Regions from separate parts of the Mus musculus genome. Here regions 1 and 3 are each linked to region 2. A link is a contact called in public Hi-C and HiChIP or PLAC-seq data. All regions are on one chromosome and are shown on one strand. Each heading gives the region's core, a stretch centred on a gene start, on an enhancer-like site or on the middle of the called end of the contact. The rest is flanking DNA. Distances are from core to core; before and after follow the strand shown.

Region 1 (5,123 bases), core at 91-2,590, 350 kb before region 2:
TTTCTGGCTGTTGTCTGTGTTTGGACCAGCTTGCCTGCCCTGTGTAGTCCTCACATCCCCAGGCTCACAAGTCATTGGCTCAGGGCCACACAAAGCAAGATTGAATAATTGGGAAGTCCAAATGTAAGGAGTTCCAGCTAGGACCTCTGGGAAGTCTTGAGAATCAGTGGCCACTTAGAAACAGTGTGGTGTGGCTCCTCTGTGCTGAACACCGTCACCTTTGAGACATGGGGACTATGCTGTCCCTTACTGTGTAAATCCTGAGCATGTCACAAGTACTGACTCAGGAAAGCCTGTAGCAGCTCCATCCCAAGAGCTGGGAAACAGAGCTCTTGGGAAGGGCTACCTCTGACACGTCAGGACATTTCCCAAAATTAGTTGGTACAGAAGTTGACACAGGTGGCAACTTGCAGGAAGTCACAAGGTGAGCACTTGCCCGGACACATTGGAATCCAGGAACTGCTGTGGCTCTAAGGATTCCCTCTGCAGGGAAGGGCCTTTGGGAGCTTGCCTTCTAGGTCTGACCCTTATGTGGCCTATCTATAAAGCTAGAGACATGCCTGTTCTCATCTGTCTATTGTAGCAGGACACCCCTGAGCAACGGGATCCCTGGGTCGGGGGACCCTGCAGCCCCTCAGAACTTGGAGTGATGGAGTGATGTCACTAACAGTAGCTATACTTATCTGATGGGCCCCAAGATGTGGCTAGAGTGGACAAACGTCTACATTTTATTATTTTTAATTAATCAAAATGTAAATAGCCCCCACACGTGGCTAATGGTACCATATAGAGGGTGGAACCCTAGGGTCTAAATGAACACTTGATTTTAATTTCAGTTTTGCTCACTTTTTGCCCATTCCTATCCTCAAGTCAGTTTTGAGCAGGCCCAGCTACTTGCATTTCCTCTCTAAAGGACTTCTAGAAGTTTTTCACCTTCCAGGAAGAGGTGGCCACCAGGCCTAATCCAGCCTTGTCAGAAGAGGGTGTGGTCAGATAACCCCCAGGATATCTGTATTACTTGAGGTGAAGGATGGAACTTTTAAGGGCCAAGATTCAGTTTCCCACTAACAAATAGGGATGACAGGAGGTTCCTTAGAGCAGGGCATAGGTTGATTTAAAGAGAATAAGGGTGTTCTTGGTATGTCTGAGCTTTCTGTTAAGGATATACCGGGTAGCCCCACTCCTGTTCCCCACTTCTGTGCCCAGAGCCCATGTGCAGCCACACACAGGTCACCTCTTTAGTGCCTGGCCCAGCAGCTCGGATCACAGCATACTCCGGGCCACAGATCCTACCACTTCCCTTTCCTGTGCCGTTCCAGATGACTCCCACGGTCTGAGTCCCCACTGCTCTGCAAGAACTAATGGCCCACACTCACCCTGCCTACTCACATGCCCCAGCTGTGGGAGGAGTCCAGGATAGTAGGCAAGAAATTCTAAAATGAAGGAGTTTGTGTAGGTGTTCTTGTTTCTAACTTTCCCTGGCTGCTGAGAAAACTCTGCATTTGGTGTTTTATAGCAGGAGATTCGTTCCCTCACAGTCACGAAGAGCAGGAACACAAGGTTGGTGTCGAGGGACAGAAACCAATGTGGCAGCAGCAGGGCCTTGCTCCTGGCAGAGACTCCGAGTTAACTTGTGCTGGCCACGCCCAGTTTCTGCTTCCTACCCAGTGTTCCTTGCCCATGGCTGTCTCATTCCCAATCCTGCCCAGGCAGCCACGTGGCCTCCTGTGTGCCAAGCTTCCTTCTGCCCTTCTCTCCCCTTCATCCCCCTCTATTGTTTGTTTGTCTGTGTATCCATACATACTCCATGACTACAAACCCTGCAGTCTCGTTTCCCACATCTGGGTGACCTCGAGGGCAACACGGTGGACAAGGCTCACCCTGAGGACATTGTCTTTGTGCTCATGGTGTCCCCTGCCAGGTAAGCGTTCTGCTCTCCTTCTGAGACACCGTCTCCCTCTGAAGCCCAAACGGTCTTGAGCTCAATTCTGCCTATGATTCTGCTGCTGTTCCCAGGGTGCCGACACCACACGTCTGTGTCTCTGTACCCTGCTGCCTGTCTCTTATGAAGTCCCTAGAATAACATTCGGGAGCCTCCAAACCTCAAGATTCATCCCTGTCTCAAGACCCTTAATCATGTCTTCAAAGACCTGATGCAGAAGGAGACATCTCTGGGCTCAGGCATGGCTGCTTCTTGTTTTTTAGGCCTGTGGCTATGAACAACATAAGGGAGGACTCTGGATCTTACATTGGATCTTACATAGCCGTCTCCCTGTACTCTCTGTAGCTGTGATCGGATAACCCAGGGAGGCATATACAGCAAAAGACCTCAGGGACTCCATGACCACAACAGCATAGATTCATGAGTCTGTGGTCCCAGGCCTGTAAGAGCTCCCAGATGTATGAGGTTTCAGAGAAATAAGGGACTGAGACAAGGTCCAGAGGGGACCGTGCAGAGTCCTAAGAGTCTCCTCTCCTCTGCCCTTTGTTAGTCTTCTATCGATGTGATGAGACACCATGACAAAGACCATCTATAGAAGAAAGGGTTTGAGCTTACAGTTCAGGGGGGCTTAGATTTCATGATTCCCAAAGTGGCACAGCTGCGGGGGCAGGGCGTTGAGGACACACACCTTGTACCACAGGCAGGAGGCAGAGAGAGTGAACTGGGGGATAGCACAAGGCAATAAAACCTCAAAAGCCACCCCCAGGGACACACTTCCTGCAACAAGACCACACCTCCTGAGCCATCCCAAACAGCATCAGCAACTTGGAGACTACGTGTTCAAATGTCTGAGACTCTGGGGACCATCTCACTCAAACCAATGTGGCCTTCCTTGGCACATCAGAAAACCAGAGCTGGCCGAGTCCTCTGTGCTGCTTCTCTTTGAACAACACCACCAGGCAGTTCTCATTAGTGCCGCTGTGCTAGAGGGTCGAGGTGTCTGCTCAGATAAGTGGAGTGACAAATTCCAGTCACATAGCAAGAGCTGGCAGCAAGGGAGCCTCTTGGGTTGACTCAAGCACTCACTTTCTTGGGGCCTTAGGCTAGGAGCCCCCCACCCCCCACCCCTGGAGGAAGTGCAGGAAGATAGAGGCTGAGAGCTAAATGAACTGGTTAGGTTCCTTCTGGCTTCAAGAAGAAAATGCCTTGCGGTGCATTCTGATTTGGTTTCTTCTCGCAGGTACAGGACAAACTCTAGCACTGTATGTCCTCAACCACGGGAGTTTAGCAGGGAATGTCCTAGCTAAGTTCCACATTCATACTACTAATATCGCTTAAGGGCTGCCTCAACCCCAGCCTCCCTTTGTCTACCTCCCTCCTATCTACTCCCCCAGGGATGAGCAGGGTGGGGAATCTGAGTGGCTGAGGGCACCCATATTACTAGAAATGTAAGAATGGGGTAGGGCCCTGAATAGGAGCCTGGGGGGGTGCCATTCTTGCCTCTGATGGTGGCTGTCTCTGAGCCAGCCTGGGCATACCTGGGTCTCCAGCAGTTAGACAGGCTGGTACTGCCTCATGCAGGCTCAATGCCAGTCACTGGGCTGTGAGACCTGGGCAGTGCCCTGTGCCTATTCTCATCACACTTAGGGAAATCTTATGCATTCAACTGTCCAACTACATTTGAAAGTTAAAGCTTTTCAGAGGCAAGTCTCTCACCCCAGCCAGACCATTTCTATGCCTGCATGACCCAGTCCCACCCTGGCCCCATGTCTGTTGTCTCCACAGGAGTCAGTTAGCACCAGGAAGTTCTGACGGTGGGTGGGGGCCCGGATGCCAGGAGGGCCAAGATCTTCACTCAGCCGGAGCTAGGGCCGTCACTGCAGCCACCCAGGCCTTTCCTGACCCTTTTTGTCCTTGTCACCCCCATCCCCACTGCAGCTCCATAGACCCCTTCCTGCTCCTCACGCACCCGTGTCCTGGGACCTCTTGTGGACATGCTATCCCCAGCTTTGATCTGAGTGCATTCCCGGCTCACAGCTCACCGCTGCTGGCTGCCTGCTTGTCCTCCCTCTCCTCAGCATCTCCCAACAGATACAATCATCCGCAGCCATTCATTCATCTGTTTTGTCTGTCTCCCCCACTGCTGACTCCATTAGAGTGTCGGCTCCCTGAAGGAATAGTGCTTTTTGCTTTGATTATTGTATCTCCACCTAGGCATCCACTGCAGAATACGTTTCGAACAAAGGTGGCCCAAGGACAGGAATGCAGCTGACCCATCCAAATGCCTGGCTCTGGGCTCACCTCCCCACAGTCTGACCCCAGCCTCTGGGGCACAACATAGCACTAGTACAAGTATGTGCAGCCACCTCATCCACACCCGAACAGCTGCCCTTCCAGCCAACTTATCACAGACGGCTTTCCTGATGGGGATCAATAGAAAACCTTTTATCTCCTTCCCTGGTGGCGGCTCAGACTCAGGTCGGAGCATAGCCAGCTCCTGTTACTATGGTGACCCTCCTGGTCCTCACTGCCTCCCTCCCCATCCTTCCTGCCATCCCTTCTCTTCCCCACATCCCAGATCCCTGCCCCTGCTCCCTTCTCTCTCCATCTCACAGCCCTGTGCCTGCATTCTCTGCCACCCAGAGGGGCTTCTGGGGCCTGTTTACAACTGACCTGAGGATTGGAGGCTGGGAAGGAGCTGCTGGGGCTGTTGGGGCTGCTGGGGCTCTGACTCCAAGCCTGACCTTGCTACCACTCAGAATTGGTCAAACAGCTCCAGTGCTCAGTTCCAGCTCTGATGTGCTCTGTCATTCCTCACTTGGGTAATGATCTGTCCCTGCTTCTGTACAGATAATGCTGTCCTCTTAGGGAATTGCTCCGAGCATCCTGGAAGCATGAACTGTAAAGTGCAGAGCCTACAGCCAGCCTGTGGTCCAGCTGAGGAGACATTAGCCTTTGTTGATAAGCTTCATGCATAGTACAGCCTGGGGGTAGAGGACTGTGGTGGTGAAGCACGTGAGAAGCCAGTGACAGGCCCTTCTTCACCGGCTCAGGCATGGCTCACCCTTCTTCCTTCTGCCCTTGGGAGACTGTAAGTTGGGGGGAAAGGTGGAAGAACAGGCACTTTGGCACTCTGTGGGGCTCCCCAGCTATGGCTCCAGCTTGTAGGGTGAGCACAACT
Region 2 (4,737 bases), core at 2,086-4,585:
AATGCGTAACGACAATACATAGCACTAAGGCAGATACAAACTTCATTTTACCCTCTTTTGGGTCCTTTTGTATCTGAGTTTGCATTTTGTATATTCAGCTGATTGTAGATTGAAAATGTTTGGGGAAAGTAACTCATTGATTCTCCTTTGCAGTACAAGAAAATGCTAGTAAAAAATATTCTCTCTCATGCTGAGGAGATGACTCAGCAGTTAAGGGCACTTACTGCTCTTCCAAAGAACTCAGGCTCAGTTCCCAGCACCATGTGGCAGCTTACAACTGTCTGTAGCTCCAATTGCAGGGGCTATGACACCTCTTCTGGCCTCCTTGACACACATGGTGCACAGACATACATGCAGGTAAAACACCTATACACATAAAAGAAAACTTAAAAACAATATTGCCAGGAGTGATGACATAAGCTTTTAATCTCAACAACCAGAGGCAGAAGCTGGCAGATAAATGTGAGTTTGAGGCCAGTCTGGTCTACATAGTGAGTTCCAGACCAGAGAGGGCTATTCTATAAGACCTTGCCTTTAAAAAAGAAAGTTCCAGGACAGCCAGGGCTATACAGAGAAACCCTGCCTCGAAGGGGGGGGGGGGGGGGGGAGTGTGTCTCTACTCGGCTCTACAAGCTGGTTTTTGTTTTTTTTTGTTTTTTTTTTTTTTGGTTTTTCGAGACAGGGTTTCTCTGTATAGCCCTGGCTGTCCTGGAGCTCACTTGGTAGACCAGGCTGGCCTCGAACTCAGAAATCCGCCTGCCCCTGCCTCCTGAGTGCTGGGATTAAAGGCGTGCTCCACCACGCCCGGCTCTACAAGCTGTTTTTATTTTCACTCTTTTCTGCACAGTACAGTGCAGTTGTCGGTGAGCATCTCTGCTGCAGTTCAGTTCCTTAGAGACAGTTGAGGGCGTGTAGAAGCGTGATGTGTACGGGCCACATACGCATCAACCACCTCATCTGAGGGATACGGTGGCTGGATCTGAGGGATACAGTAGCTGGGGATTTTGGTGTCTGTACAGCGTCCTGGAATCCATCCATTGTCTGGACCAAGAGTTGACTACAGACGTTTAGGGACTTTTTGGTTTGCATTAAATATTTTGGTTTTGTTTGGTTTGGTCTTTTTTTTTTAAAAATAAAACTCCTTTGTTGTTGTTTTTTGTTTGTTTTGTTGGTTGGTTATGTGGTTTGTTAGTTTTTTTGAGACAGGTTCTCTCTGTGTATCCCTGACTGTCTAGAACTCACACTGTAGACCAGGCTGGCCTCAGACTCACAGAGATCCTCCTGCCTCTGCCCCCTGAGTGCTGGGATTAAAGGCATGTGCCACCACACCTGGTGTCTCTCTCTCTCTCTCTCTCTCTCTAAGTTACGTTATTAAGTTACGTTATTAGCCTGTTCCAGTTGCTACCTGAATATCTGGCACAAGCCTCATGTCTAACCATAAGAACCAGCTTTCCTTAACCACTTTTCTCTATTGGACAGGCACTCTTTCAATTTGTTGTCTAGGCAGTCCTTGAACTTGGATTACTCCTGTCTCAGCCTCCCATGTGCTGCAATTATGTATGTCTACTACCATGCCTAGCTCTGGACATGCTGTTACAGAGTGTCCCAGAATGACTCTTCTTTGCTTTTGTTTGGTTGGTTCTTTGCGTTTTGTTTTAGATTTATTATTTTATGTGTCTTGAATGTTTTGCCTGCATGTATGTGTGTGGGTGCTGGGAACCAAACCTGGGTCTTTGCTTATGCAAGAGCAAAAATTTCCTTAACCACTGAGTCAACTCTCTAGTCCTATTCATTTTATGTCTGCAGATAGATAAGTAGATAGATAGACAGTGTATAGGTTCCTTGTAGGAGGGTGTGGCTATGCATGTACATAGAGCCAGAGGTCGACACCAGATATCTTCCTCTATAGTTCTGCACATTTTTTTGAGGCAGTCTCTCTCTAAACTGAGAGCAACTCTAGCATTGTAGGTGTATACATCCTTCCTGGCTTTTATGTGGGCATTAGGGATCTAAGCTCAAGGTACTTTACCAACTGAGCCATCTCCTCAGTCCCTTTGTTTGTGTTTGTCTTTTGTTTGGGTAAAACAGAACTTCTCTGTTGCCCTGGCTGGTATAGAACTTACTATGTAGACCAAACTAATCTTGAACTCAGGAATCCTCTTGACTCCACCTCCCACGTATACTAGAATTAAAAGTACATACTACCAGCCAGGTGTAGTAGCGCACGCCTTTAATCCAGCACTTGGGAGGCAGAGGCAGGCGGTTCTCTGAGTTCCACGCCAGCCAGGAACCAAAAAAAAAAAAAAAAGAAAGAAAGAAAAGAAAAAAGGAAAGTCACATACTCCCTTGTCCAACACCATTTTGTTTTGTAAGCTATGTATTCTAGGCTGGCGTTGAATCCCTGTGTAGCTGAACATAACACTGTGCTCTTGATCCTCCTATCTCCAGCCTTCCCAGTGCTGGGACTTACCTTGACAGTCCTCGCCCATCCGTATTTTTGTTTTGTTGTGTTTGAGACAGGGTCTCATTATGTAGTTCTGGCTGGCCTGGAACTATGTAGACAAGGTAGGCCTTGAACTCAGAGAGATCTCTACTTCCTGAGGTTTGGGATTAAAGGTGTGTGCCACCATGCCCAGCGCCACTCTATATTTCTTTGCTGAAGTCCCACTAGTCCATTTTTACTTTATATGTTCTGATGGGGTACTCTAGAACTGTGCCCATTCTCACCCTTTAGACCTTATCCACTGGCTGTGTTTACTGGGCACACAATCAAGTAGCTCTTTGTCCATCTAGCTGTCCTCTCATGAGCTCAGACACCCACCTTTCCTTGTATGGATCACTGAGACTCTTCTTTCTGTTGTTTTTAGGGCAAGTTTCTGGCTTTTTATCAGTATGCAAAATCATTTAATTCAGACGACTTTGATTATGAAGAACTGAAAAATGGGGATTATGTCTTCATGAGGTGGAAGGTAAGATTCTGCCCAGGCCATCTCCCGAAACACCCATATGCCAGATTCTAGAGCACCCACACACACTTCTTCTTGCAGGTTATGCCCTCCCCACAGGGACCCTCCATGCTGGTTGCTTAATGCCGTGTCTTCATGACAGGGTACCTACATACTTGTAAGCACCAGTGGTGTGGTAGCTGCAGAGCACACCTTAGTAAACTGGTTATGCTGTTTAGTGGGCAGCAGGCATATTTATGCCAGTAGGCACCGCTGACCAGTATCCTCTTTTTTCACCCAAGAATCCTGTGAGCCTCCAGGCTGAGTCATCCAAGTGTTCTGGGGACTCAGGGAAACTGCTTGAACCTAGTCATCACTGCGTCCTGTTCCTGCCAGGAGCTTAAATGTCATCAGAATGACTGCTCTCCAACCACATCCTCTACCAAGGGCTTCTGCTTCCCACAGCTCAGGAAATGAGGAGCCAGGAGTGGAGCATGAGCCCTTGACTCCCTCTAGGGTTTCAATGGATTGGTCTTTGCCTGAGAGTCCTATGCCTCTCGTGGCAATATGCTGTCTACAACCACATGAATGCAAGTCCACGTAGCATCTCCAGTCCCCATTGTCTGATAAATAAAGGAGACAGAAAGCTACTTCAATATGACAGTATATTACAGTGTTCATAAAGATCAGGCAGCTAGGGCTGGAGAGACGACTCAGCGGTTAAGAGCACTGACTGCTCTTCCAGAGGTCCTGAGTTCAATTCCCAGAAACTACATGCTGGCTCATAACCATCTATAATGGGATCTGATGCCCTCTACTGGTGTGTTTGAAGTCAGCTACAGAGTACTCATGTACATAAAATAAATAAAATTAAAAGAAAAAAGAAACAAAAAAGGTCAGGCAGGTAAAGTACCATTTGCTTGCTGTCTGTGCTTTGTGACTGATCATTTTGGATATGGGCTATCATTTTTTCACTAGACAGTCACTGGATAGCTCACAGCGAGCTTCCCTCTCTAGTCCCTCTGCCATCCAATGTGTATTAGCTCACTCTGTTATCCAGCACCTGCTGAGCCTCCTGCCTCAGCCTTCTCTACAGTGGGAAACATACCAACAAATCCTTGAAAGCACCAGCTCTGATTTTTAGATTATTATTTTTTCCTGTGCTGAGGAAGTAACTCAGGGTTTTCACATGCTAGGCAAATGTTCTACTACTAAGCTAGACCTCAGCCCTAAATTAAACTTTAAAATGATATTTGAAGGTTGAAAAAGGGAGAAAAGAGTGTCCATTAAAAAAAAAAATACTGGAGAAGATGGAGAGTGTTTGTGGTAGAGCATTTGTCTAGCACGCACAAAGTCCTGAGTTTCATCCCAGCATTGAAAATTAAATAAAAAGTTTGTTAAAGCAGTGGATTTGTCTCCAGATAATTTCTCTTTTGTCCGGTCACCTGACGCCCTGGGCTTCTGACTCTGTCTCCCAGAGACCAGGAGCAAGGGCATAGCCTTTCACTGCTTGTTGCCAGTTTAGATGGCAGATGCCTGTCTTTGTGGCACAAATGGTGCTGTTTCTTGGCTTTGGTGAGGTATCATGGGCATTCTTAATTCAGTCTGACCAGAAACTCCAGTAGATGTGCTTACCTCATTGTTAGAGGCAATCAAAACCCAGTGACAGGTCCTGGGAACCAGAACTGAAATTTATTCTTTCTAGGTTATTCTGTCAATGGTCTCCAAGAGGTACCAGGTGGGTAGGCAAGTAGGCAGGAAAGTAGTATGGATTGGTCGGTTAGATCCAGAG
Region 3 (4,622 bases), core at 1,843-4,342, 310 kb before region 2:
TTTTTGTTTTGTTGTTGTTTTTCGAGACAGGGGTTCTCTGTGTAGCCCTGGCTGTCCTGGAACTCACTCTGTAGACCAGGCTGGCCTCGAACTCAGAAATCCGCCTGCCTCTGCCTCCCAAGTGCTGGGAGGTGGCATGTGCCACCACCGCCCAGCACCACCTTAGTTTTTGAGACACCATTTCTCATTTAACCTGAAGCTTGCTTAATAGACTAGGTTGGCTGGCCAGCACGCTCCTGGGATCTTGTCTCTTTCTTTCTGCTCTAGGATTATAAGTGTATGCCATCATGACTGGTTTATTACATGCATGCTAAGGATACAAATTTAGTTTCTTATGCTTGCAATCAAGTACTTTAATCATTAACAGATCTTCTTAACCCCAAGTGTCTTAATCCTCCCCCCACTGTTGTGACGAACTGTCTGACAAAAACAATTTAAGGGAGAAAAAGTTTAATCTGACTCACTGTTCATGACTCCCCTACCGTGAACCTGGTCACATCCTATCCACAGATAAGGATTAGAAAGCAGCATGATAGCACACACCTAAATCAGAGGCGGGCTGATTTCTGTGAGTTCAAGGCCAGCCTGGTCTCCATAGAGAGTTCTAGAGCAACCAGGGCTTCAAAGTGAGGATCCCTGCCCAGGAAACCTCACCTACAATTAGGATGGCTTTTTCTGTACGAGTTAGCCTAGTGAAGATAATCAATCTCTCCAGGCTTGCCCGAGGCCCACCTCCCACATGATTCTAGAGCCTGTCCTCTTGACAGTGAACATTGTCTGTCTCACTAGTCTCACATTCTACCCTAGGCTAGCTCACACTGCAGTCTCCGCCTCAGTCTCCTGGGTGCTGGCATTAAGGATGAGTCACTGCACTTGACTCGTGAAGACTGAACCCAGGGCCTCTAACAGCTAGAGAAACACTGCACCACCCAACAGCAACCCCAGCCCGTTTTCCCTTTTATTTCTTTGTTTTGTTTCGTTTTGTGACAGGATCTCACTATGTAACTCTGGCTGTCCTGAAACTCACTATGTAGACCAGGCTTGCCTCAAACTCATAGAGATCCACTTGCTTTTTGCCTTCTGAGTACTGGGAATAAAGGCATTCACCATTATACTTGATTCTTTCTTGAGTTTTCATTTGAGATGATCTCACTCTGTAGCCCAGGCTGGGCTTCCATTTGTGATCCTCCTGCCCTGGTCTCCTAAGTGCAGGAGGCACCAGACTATTATTGGGTCTGGCCAGTAAAGATGGGGCTAAGTGACAGATAATAGGCTGAAGGGGACTTTGGTCTTTATTTAGTTCATGGGTTGTGGAGCACCAGTGCCCTGAGTTGAAGGCAAGGAGAGCATGCTGAGGTAGAAGATAAGGTAGCAGGCTGGGCCAGGGCCAGTGTGGAAAACCAGTGGAGAAGATCTCTGTATGCATAGTGACCTGGGTGAATGTAGATTCAGAGAGCCACGGGCCTAAGCAATGTCCTGGCTGACATCAGGGTGTGGGCCAGTCCTTATTTGGGAGGCTTATGCTGAGAAGATGGGTATATATTCCTCTCTAGTTCCTTTTCTTCATCTCAGGAGTCATCAAAGGCCACCTCAGAATAAGGCTTGAAGTAGCAGTTGTGTTTCACTCACAAATCAGATAGATACTTGTGGACCTATGGCCTACTGCATGGGGCAGGATGTACTCTGTGGCCTGGTAGAGTTTCTGACAGGGTAGAGGGGACACCATGAGGTGGATGGTGAGCAAGTCAGTTGAACGTAGTCCAGAGCATGTCAGAGGAACAGAAGTAGAAATAAAAGTGAGAACAGAGAGGGGCTCAGGGACAGCATGGCATTTGTAGGTTGAAATTAGGGAGCCAGAGAAGGAATGCGGAGATAGCAGCAGGTGAGCTGAGATTCCGTGCAAGACGTACAGTGGAGGTGGTGGGGAGCAACAGTGGAAGGAAGGCTCTGTGGTAGGAGTCTGCTTTGTTAATTGCAGTTTTGAGAACAGTAAGGGACAGCTTGGCCAGAAAGGAGTGAGAATGTTGAGCTGTCTGGGGACCTCCAGGTTGCCTGGGGGCTTTCTGTGATGCAGGTCATTAGAGATTCTGGAGGCTATAGGTTGGGTCCCCAACAACATCTCCAAGAAATATGCTTGGGTGCCCCAGGCTTCTTAGGCCTGGCTCTTCCTACTTCATTCAGGGCAAGAGCCATGAGCAGAAGGGTATGGTGGGGGTGAGGGGTGGGGGGTGCAGACTAGCTCCCAGCCAGTTCCCACACTCCCACAACCTGGGATCACCATGTGACAGCACTGCCTGCTAATGGAGGGCCTGTGTATTAGCACCCTGCTAAGAAGCCCTGAGCAGGTGGTGGCTGATATGCCTCAGGGGAACAGACCAGACTCAAAGAACAGAGACTGCCTGGTCTCTTGTCCTTGAGAAAGATACTCCTCCCACTCCTTTCCTAAGGAAAGGCTGGACTGCCTGAGTCTAGCCACACCTGACCAGTGAGCCCCTTGAGCAGATTTGCCCTTTCATGTCAGAGGTAGGGAAACCGGGCTAAGAAGGTGGACACAGGCTGCTTTGAAGATACAAGGGCAACACTGGCCTCATCACAAACAGAGCAGAGCCCCTTTAGAAACTGTGCAGCTAGTAGGCATAGACCTGTGTGGTCATTTTCTCAAGAGACCCAGGTCTCCTAGGTCACTGGGCAAGTTCCCTGCTCAGTGGCCAGCCAGGACGGAGGGAAGTTGCATATGCCTTTGATTAAAGGCAGAGGCCAGTGGATCTCTGTGATTTTCAGGTCATCCTGGTCTACATAAGTGAGTTCCAAGCCAGCTAGGGCTACTTAGTATGACTCTGTCTTTTTTCAAACAAACAAACAAGCAAACAAACAGACAAACAAACAGACAAACAAACAAACACCCCAAACCAAACCAAACCAACAACAAAAACCCAGCTTGCTGCTCTAGCTCTCCCAGGGGGCCCTTGTGTGCATGGAGGGAGGAGGGGTCTTATTTCCTTCTCCATCTTCCCGCCCCCTCCCCAGATCCCTTCTCTTCATCACACGGTTTGTTTGGAGAATGACTCACAGGAATGCAGCAAAATCCTGACTGTGGTATACTGGAAACCTCTCTGGGGGAAACAAGGATGGGGGAGGGGCCTGAGAGGCCTGGGACAGGGAGCCCTGGGCTGAAAGGAGGCCCTCCTACCCTATAATGAGTAGAGCTCATCTGGGCTCCAGCCCCTGTCCTGGTCTGGTTCCCCACTGCCACACATTTCCAGGTTAAGCATCTTTGTACCTGATGCATAGTACGGGACTAACAAGCACCCATAGGCATCTTGTGTGAACCAAATCAGACCCTTCCTCCCTCCTAGCCCCTATGTAGATGTAACTGATTCCCACACAGCTAAGAGCTGCAGCTAGGCTCTGCCAGAGGTCAGGCTGGGATGGAGGGGACCTGTAATCCACCCTCTCTTATTGAGCACACACAGAACCATGGTTCTCAGGCCTAACCCTTGAAACCATGGGATGATGAGTGACTGCTACTTGTGGCCGAAGAGCTTAGTATTCCTGGAAAGGCACAGCAGTTGGAGGGCATATAGGACTGGAGAATGGGGCTAGTGGGCTACATCAGGCAGCAGTAGCAATAGGGGAAACATGGGTTTCCCTGAAATTCACTGTCTCCCAGGCTGCCCTTTGAAGGCCTGCTGATGGTGGTCTTGTAGGTGTATAGCCCCGTGTGATCACATCCATGCTTTCTATAGAAATGACATTTGGACTTTATGTGACCTCTCCTGACTCAAAAAGGCCATCTTAACTAATAATGCAGATTGTGGCTGGAGCTGCATGTGTCTGCAGGAGCAGGACTGTCGGGGTCAGTGTCTTCATGCTTGGATTTTTCATGGGCGTCTATTGTGTTGCATATTTTATTGGAAACTCCAGTTACCTAGCTGAGCTGCAACTCTGTGCTAAGGTGCTAAGGACATCAGTGAGTGGGATAGTGCTCCCTAGGACTTCCTATCATAGGATAGTGCTCCCTAGGACTTCCTATCATAGGATAGTGCTCCCTAGGACTTCCTATCATAGGATAGTGCTCCCTAGGACTTCCATTTCAGCTGGAGAGAAGGCAGCAGACAAATGTGTTGAGTGGTGAGTGATGGAAAGAAAAAGAAAGCAGACCTGTAAAAGCAGAGCAGTTACAAGGGTGCTCCAGGAGAAGGGGAGCCAGCACAAAGACCCTGAGAGGTTACACGGGTGTGCATGAGGCGCCACAAGGAGGCCAGTGTGGCCAGAGCAGGGGGACTGACCGAGAATGGGAAGAGGGGAGGCAAGTGGACTTAGAATGTCATTCCAAGTTCAGTATTTGTACGTGAGCACCCTACATGCAGATTACTTAGCACATAAGGGAGCCTGCTTTTAAGTTTTATGAGAGATGGGGAGCCAGGCAGTGGTGGCACTTGCCTTTAATCCCAGCACTTGGGAGGCAGGCTGATCTTTGGGTTCTAGGCCAGCTAGGGATTGATTCATAGTGAGATTCTGTCTCAAACATCTCCAGTCAACCAACCAGCCAGTGCTGGATGTGAAAGGCCATAGAAATGTCTGGGAAAACAGGATAGGATGGTTGTACTTGTGACCTCATA

What was found. Hi-C and Micro-C count contacts between places; a contact is called where the count stands out from the background. HiChIP or PLAC-seq counts read pairs in DNA pulled down with a chosen protein or histone mark.
Region 1: a contact with region 2 is called in a Hi-C map of bone marrow-derived macrophages, with 21 read pairs. The contact joins two enhancer-like sites. A contact is called at or near these places in 3 of 39 promoter capture datasets (hippocampal neurons, liver and stem cell-derived epiblast-like cells), 3 of 484 Hi-C or Micro-C datasets (CD4 T cells, bone marrow-derived macrophages and regulatory T cells) and 8 of 115 datasets of contacts at active chromatin or transcription factors (astrocytes, embryonic forebrain, embryonic hindbrain and 5 more).
Region 3: an H3K27ac HiChIP or PLAC-seq map of epiblast stem cells shows a contact between it and region 2. The contact joins two enhancer-like sites. A contact is called at or near these places in 1 of 39 promoter capture datasets (neural stem cells), 1 of 484 Hi-C or Micro-C datasets (regulatory T cells) and 2 of 115 datasets of contacts at active chromatin or transcription factors (PVALB interneurons and epiblast stem cells).

What each region holds. Positions count from the first base shown.
Region 1 is chr11:60,089,926-60,095,048 of GRCm38.p6, forward strand. No RefSeq gene overlaps it. Among named protein-coding and RNA genes, the nearest start is that of Rai1, 13 kb to the right of the region's middle. Within about 2 kb of position 1,341, at least 65 of the 459 cell types and tissues checked have an H3K27ac peak or open chromatin away from gene starts, as enhancers often do. A contact at or near this core is called in bone marrow-derived macrophages, where this site is marked.
Region 2 is chr11:60,433,481-60,438,217 of GRCm38.p6, forward strand. It overlaps Gid4 (GID complex subunit 4, VID24 homolog), which reads left to right. Exons shown (of 6, transcript NM_025757.4): 4 at 2,868-2,969. Among named protein-coding and RNA genes, the nearest start is that of Gid4, 19 kb to the left of the region's middle. Within about 2 kb of position 3,336, at least 52 of the 459 cell types and tissues checked have an H3K27ac peak or open chromatin away from gene starts, as enhancers often do. A contact at or near this core is called in bone marrow-derived macrophages and epiblast stem cells, where this site is marked.
Region 3 is chr11:60,124,924-60,129,545 of GRCm38.p6, forward strand. All of the region lies in intron 1 of Rai1 (retinoic acid induced 1), which reads left to right. Among named protein-coding and RNA genes, the nearest start is that of 4930412M03Rik, 12 kb to the left of the region's middle. Within about 2 kb of position 3,093, at least 66 of the 459 cell types and tissues checked have an H3K27ac peak or open chromatin away from gene starts, as enhancers often do. A contact at or near this core is called in epiblast stem cells, where this site is marked.